Linked DNA regions of Sus scrofa: region 1 is linked to region 2. A link is a contact called in public Hi-C data. All regions are on one chromosome and are shown on one strand. The core of a region is the stretch at or near the end of the contact, and the rest is flanking DNA. Distances in the headings are between cores, read along the strand shown. Region 1 has its middle 300 kb from the start of KCNMB2. Region 2 overlaps LOC106505748 (a long non-coding RNA gene).

What was found. Hi-C and Micro-C count contacts between places; a contact is called where the count stands out from the background.
Region 1: a contact with region 2 is called in a Hi-C map of embryonic fibroblasts, with 2.1 times the contacts expected there. The contact joins two enhancer-like sites. A contact is called at or near these places in 3 of 47 Hi-C or Micro-C datasets (embryonic fibroblasts and heart right ventricle).

The regions. Positions count from the first base shown.
Region 1 is chr13:116,439,622-116,442,835 of Sscrofa11.1, reverse strand. No RefSeq gene overlaps it. Among named protein-coding and RNA genes, the nearest start is that of KCNMB2, 300 kb to the left of the region's middle. Within about 2 kb of position 1,360, at least 13 of the 83 cell types and tissues checked have an H3K27ac peak or open chromatin away from gene starts, as enhancers often do. A contact at or near this core is called in embryonic fibroblasts, where this site is marked.
Region 2 is chr13:116,126,705-116,129,792 of Sscrofa11.1, reverse strand. All of the region lies in intron 4 of LOC106505748 (a long non-coding RNA gene), which reads right to left. Among named protein-coding and RNA genes, the nearest start is that of KCNMB2, 620 kb to the left of the region's middle. Within about 2 kb of position 1,307, at least 11 of the 83 cell types and tissues checked have an H3K27ac peak or open chromatin away from gene starts, as enhancers often do. A contact at or near this core is called in embryonic fibroblasts, where this site is marked.

The DNA.
Region 1 (3,214 bases), core at 111-2,610, 310 kb before region 2:
AACACATTTAAAATTTTTTTTTTCCAGCTGCACAATTCAAAGCTCAAAGGCATTCTTTTCTGGAATTTCCACTAGAAAGCAGATCACAGGCGATGAGGATTGGGAAGATGGAGAGGGGGGGTGCTGGGTCACTGGCTTTCTGCCTCACATTCCTCAGTCCCCAGAGGGGCCTGGTGACCCAAGTTAAATTCTAGAGTTGTTGAGGTATTGGTCTGTGGAGATTAGAGCATAATGTGCTTGAACTCTTTCCTGTTGGTGGTTGAAAACCTTGTTCTTTTCCAAATTTCTGGAGAGGTGAAGTACTTACATTTTTTTCCCTTAGTCACCTCTACCTTTAAAGCCCCATTGCCTCTGAATCAGTTCAATCCATGAGTCATTTCACCTTTGTTCACCACCTGCCTTGATTCTCCTGTTGTGACATAGACTTGCACCTAGGCATTTCCTTCATTTCCACACCCACAGATAAAAACACAAAAGGCCTTGGTGTGGGTGGTTCTAGAACACAATAAGGTGAGCATCTTAAGAAGGAATTTTAGATATCTAAGTTCTTACAAAAGATCTTAGTCAACTAACCTGGATGCCAGTGTTCCTCTAGCCCTCTTGTTTTCCTTGTCTCCTGCTTCCCCAATTCCATCTTTTTACCTACAGCATCATTTCTTTGAAAATGATGCTACCTATTCATGATGCTCCCTACCTATTCTTGTGAACTTCACCTTACTTTCTCCAGTGTTAGACCAAAAATATTCTTTTCTCAGAAGGAATTCTGATGCCAGCTTATGATTTAATTATCCTTTTTGCCTTACTATTTTATTTCTATCTTAGCATAGATAGAGCATCACGGAACAAGTTTTAAGCTTAGGGTGACAAAGAGAAAGAGTGAAAGCCCTCAGTGGAATGGAGTATATGGAGGCCAAGGGACACACAAAGGGGGAGAGGTGCTAAGAAGGCGTCCAGTGACACTAGAAACAAGCCTGTCACATGCACTGTAGGGCTTAACCTATGATGGCTCTCTATTGTTTATGTTTCCATTAACTCAAATTCTTGAGTCTTACATTTTTGTTTTTTTTTTTTTTAAACCAGATTTGTAGCATTACAAATTTGTTATTGTCTCCAGATTTCTAAATGTTGCCTTTCAGAATTAGTTTTATCCCCCTGTCTCTATCGGCTAATATATTCTCTCTACAGATTCTTGCATTAATGACTCAGGATCATAACCTCCTGTGAATCGTGTATTATTAAATCTCCTTACCAGCAGCTGAGATTAGAATAAAGAGAAGTTGATAAGTTGCATAGTCACAAAATGAGTCATTAGAACTAGGAGCAGATTTCAGACGCTGAAGCCACAAGTCCTGCTTCTCAATAGACTTGCTGGCTGCATGTTAATTTAACTTCCCTGAAAAAAAGCTGAATCACACTGTTCTCTTCTGTGTCATGGTCCCTGGTCAGACAGGATTCACTGCCTTCAATGCTTTCTCATTTTGTTATCTATCTATTTATCTATCTAAATAATTTTTAAAGAATTTTTACGATTATTCCTAGAACATTCTACCTTGCATAGTAATCAAATACCAGGCTTTTTGAAAATGTTGAAATGATGGTATTCTAAACAGTGGAGTACCATAACATTCTTCCCTATAATCTGCCCACATGCATTCATTTAACTTCAGCCCTTTATTCAGTGCTTTTTACCTTCGAAGATGTTTGGAAAGAAAAGTTGGGACATCTTTAGTGCTGGGGGAAAAGTAGGGAAGAGAGTATCTCTGAATTAGAAAATAACCATACAAAGATTAAAAAAAGGAAAAAGAACAGAAAAGAACCATACTCAGTGGTGCCAAAGCCAAGCTTTGTCAAGTCCAAAGGTTTATTTGCAAGGCATATTTATTTTTGAAACACTGTTTTCATTTGCTACATTCCCTTGAAAAGTATTATATCTCAGTTGATCTCCTTATTAATCAGGAAGCAAAGGAAGTGACTGACTTTTTAAAAGTAATGTGGAAATGAGTGTTCAAGGAAAGAGTCAAGGGATAAAATGTGCACAACTACTGAAAGGCTATGAAATACGACTTCTACTAAGAGAGGCAGTCAGATGGTCAAGAGAGTAAACTAGAAGTCAGAGGGCTTCTTGATTCTAGTGACAATCAACACATGGTAGTCATAGACACCAGATCAGATATCCATTGTGAAGCTCAAATTAGATAACGGATGGAAATAATCATAAACCCTACAAAGTGCATGCCACACGGCTCTACCTGCAAATATCAGCTCATACTGGTGTGATACCAAAGGGTGTCCTAAAAGTTAGGCAAGTTGATTAGTCATACAGACCCTCAGCAGGTTGGGTTACCAGATTGACTACAGGGTGCCCAGTTTAGTTTGGCGTTTAGATAAAACTGGATCATTTTTTTAATATAACTATGCTCTAAATTATTTATTTACCTGAAATTCAAATATAATGGGCATTGTGTACTTTATATGGCAACCATATTGACCAGGAAATGTACTTGCTTCAGAACTGTCAAGATTGTGCAGCTCAGAAACCTAATGTTGTTGTCACGGACAGTGGGCCAAGTCAATTATTACTTGTTAGAAATGTAGCTGTCAAGAGAGCCAGATATCCATCCCAAGCTATCTGTACATTTTCCCCTGGAAGTAAGTTAAATATGAAGACCTTTTAAATACCTGATGGTTTTTTGGTGAGCAAGTTCTCCCCTCATATAGGGATGTCAAGCCAAGGAAATGGTAGAGTCCAACTCCCTGGAAGGGGCAATGTCAATACTTGCTGCTACAGTTCTCCTTTTTTTTCAGTCTTCATGGATCCTCTTCCAACTGATACATTGTATTTTTATATTTAAAACAGCTATCTAATTGAAGCTAACTCATTCTTGCCTAACTTGGAACAAATTTGTCTCTTCGTTTTGACTCTACACATCTTTGCTTGATCTGTTATGTCTTGATTTTAAGATTAACCTTTTATATTAATCTTATTTGCAATATTTAATCTTCACAGGACCTTCCTACTGTCCATTTCTAAAAACCAATTTAAGGCATGTGAATAAAAGACAAACCAGCACAGAAAAGTACTTTTTTCATAGGTTCAAAGAAAACACAAAGAAAAAAGTAAGATATATATGAGAATTTAAGATCACTTTTTTTTCTGGCTGACTTACTACAGGAAGCTAAGGAAGATGACCTTGAAATAAACTGAACAGACCCA
Region 2 (3,088 bases), core at 58-2,557:
AAAAACTATGAACATATTAACACAAAGCATCTGGTGATGATGCGGTGATGCTTACTACCGTCATAACTGATTTTTTATTCTCATATTTTCTTATCTTTAAATTACTTGGATAACAAATTTCATATTTTTTGCCATAGTTGTGAATATTTGAACATGAAATTTTTGTCCCTGTAATTGTGATTCTTTGAAAATGATGTCAAAAACCAAAATATTTTTTTTCCCATTCCAACAGTCTCAAACCATTTTCCACTTCTCTCCCACATTTCCTCTTCCTTCTCTCATGCTTCTGCACTTTTCCTTTAGTAGGTTCAGAATTTCTGTCAGAGGTTAGTAACAATCATCTATGTCCAGCATAAGAAACAACCCTGCCATGATGAAGGGCAGATCCAGGTTATAGTGCCTGATAAATTTGCTTGCTGCGGCCCCACCCAATTTAACAGACTTTCCTCTAATCTCCATGTAACTCTGTATGCCTTTCTACATTATTCCCATTAGCAATGCTCTCTGACTCAGTCTCCAACTTGGTTGTGTGCCTTAACTGGAGGCACTGCAGCTCAGTTAAAACACAGATCTTTATCTGGTTCTGCATCATGGATTATAATAGTTATGGTTATCAAACTAACATGACTTTTAAGACCCCAAAAGGTATGCTGGCAATCCACAAATATCTCTCGGATACAGAAGGCAAAATTAGGAGAAAATATAGGATGTGGAAAAGACCATAAGAGAAAAGCATGAGCAAAATAATTAAAACAATAACAATTTGGGGTAACAGCCAAAAACTTAAGTGGAAGAGGGGAGGTATTTTTGACCCCCTAACTAATATATTAAAATGTGTCATTTCACATACTCACACTGCATACATGATTTGGCTTTCTCTTTCTCAGCCCCAGCAACAGCCAGGAATATTTTGTTGACAGTTTTTACTGTCATAAATTTGGTTCGCTGATCCAATTTTTCTTTATAAGGAGAAAAGAGAAAACTTAAAGATCTTTTCTCAAGTGAGATTCTCTTTCTCCTGGGGTTTTCATTGATTTATAATTGCATTGATACTTCATATTTCTTTTAAAACACTATGTTCTAATGCTCAGTCTGGCAGAGGCTTTCCTTTGTATTTGACATGATGTCCACCAAATCTTCCTTTACAAAGAGAGCTTAGGGTTCTGGAAAAATCAATAGGCATTTAGCTACTAGGGAGACAGAAAGATGGAGCAATGTACATGGTGGCCACTAGCAACTGTTGGGATAAGAATTTCTCAAAAGGCTGAAATGAAGCCAAAAGTCTTCAAGTTGTGGAATGTAAGCAGTTACATAACCACTTTTTGGGTTAATTATTCAGGCTTTCTGCCCATCTTCCCTTTAGATGAGCTGCTCCTGGGTGGGAAGCACTGTAATTTCAATGTGACAATTGCCATCTCAATGACCATCATTTTCTGTCTGAAAGGGAATGGCCTTTCAAAGAAGACATATTTAAGTTGCTAAATAACAAACCTTTGGCCTCTATGATTCACACTGCTTTGCCATCAGTTTTAGACAGTGTTCAATTATACATCAAGGCAAAGACAGGTCTTCCATTTCAGGTCCGTCCTGTCAAAAGCCTGGTTCCCCATAATTTATAGTGGGTATTCCATTGCAATGATTCTGCTAGCTGCCTTCTCCCTTACTCTGCCTGAAAGTCAAATTATCTGCTCAAAAGTCAATGAAAGGTCCCAAGCTGCTAAGGCAGCTAAACAAATCTGCTAACAACAATAGTCATCAGAGGAGAAATACAGAAGAAATTAACTGTGTTCCTCAATAGGCATTCTGGGAAACAGCATTCAACATCAAAGCCCAGCTCTTAAATGCATCCTATCATGGGCTGGACAGATCCTGCTCTCTGACAGGGGTGGATGGCTCAGCTGTGAACAGATGGCATTCTCCCCACCAACACTCTACCCCACAGCCCCTAAGAGTAAGGTTCCACAATGGTCAAGGCTATTGTCTAACAAGTTTCCATTCATCGTGAAGGCAAGGACCTGAATCTTACTTGGAAAATGTTTTGTGATTAAGGCTTTCAAGCAGCAAACTTAACATCAACAGTCCCCTGTGGGAAATAGCCTGACTTAAAATAAAATTGACCAAGCAGAAAGTTATAAATAATATTATTTTAACAGGGTTTTGAGGTACAGCCAAATATTTGGGAATGTTCTCAGTCTAAACAAAGCCAGCATATTTCTCATTTTTTTCCAACCTCATGACTGAGACAAGAGATAAATGGAAAAGGAAAAAAGCCCACAGTTGCGAAATGTAAATTCAAAAGAAAAATCAATCTGGACAGTCATAAAAACCAGGTGGCAGGCAAAAATTGGACTCATTTATGAAGAAATGCACAACATTCTCTAAAACAGGCAATAACTAAGGTACAGTGAAAAGAGCAAAGAATTTGAAGGCAAAAAACAGTTCAGACCATTTAGTCCATCACTCATAAAATGTGTGCATCTGGGTACATTTCTTAGCTTCTTTGCTTCTCTGGGCCTCACATTCCTCATATAGAAAATGGCAAAGATAGCACTTATCTCAGAGTTGTTACAGGGATTTAGAGTTCAGGAATGGAAGCGCCCAGCACAGCAATCAGGATGCAAAGGATTGTCAAATTTCCACTGTCTCCCACCACTTCCCAAGCCTCCCATCCCACCCACCCCCAAACACACAGGAAATGTTGACGATGCCTTGGATTTAAATATATTAGAGGTGGTTGTGTCATACTAAAGAAAATGCAATTGGACTAGAAATCTAATGAAATTAGTCTGTGACTGATTTTGCAACTAGTATTAGCTTCAAGAAATGGCCTCACTTCTCTGGGCTCGCTTGCCTTTAAAGTGAGGTCTTTGGAGTAGATAATCTATAAGAAATCTTCCAGTTTTTGCATTCAATGATTTACAGGAATTTATGCCTATGTGAACCAAGAGTTTTTGTTTTGTCTTCCTTGTTTTCACCATTTCTTGATGTGTTGTTTCAAAATGAGCTTTAGTATAGCTAGTATTTGGATTTTTCTTTGGTATGTGGAGATCTTAGTAAAGGCAAAGGGAGCCTTGTTTTCAGAAGATGT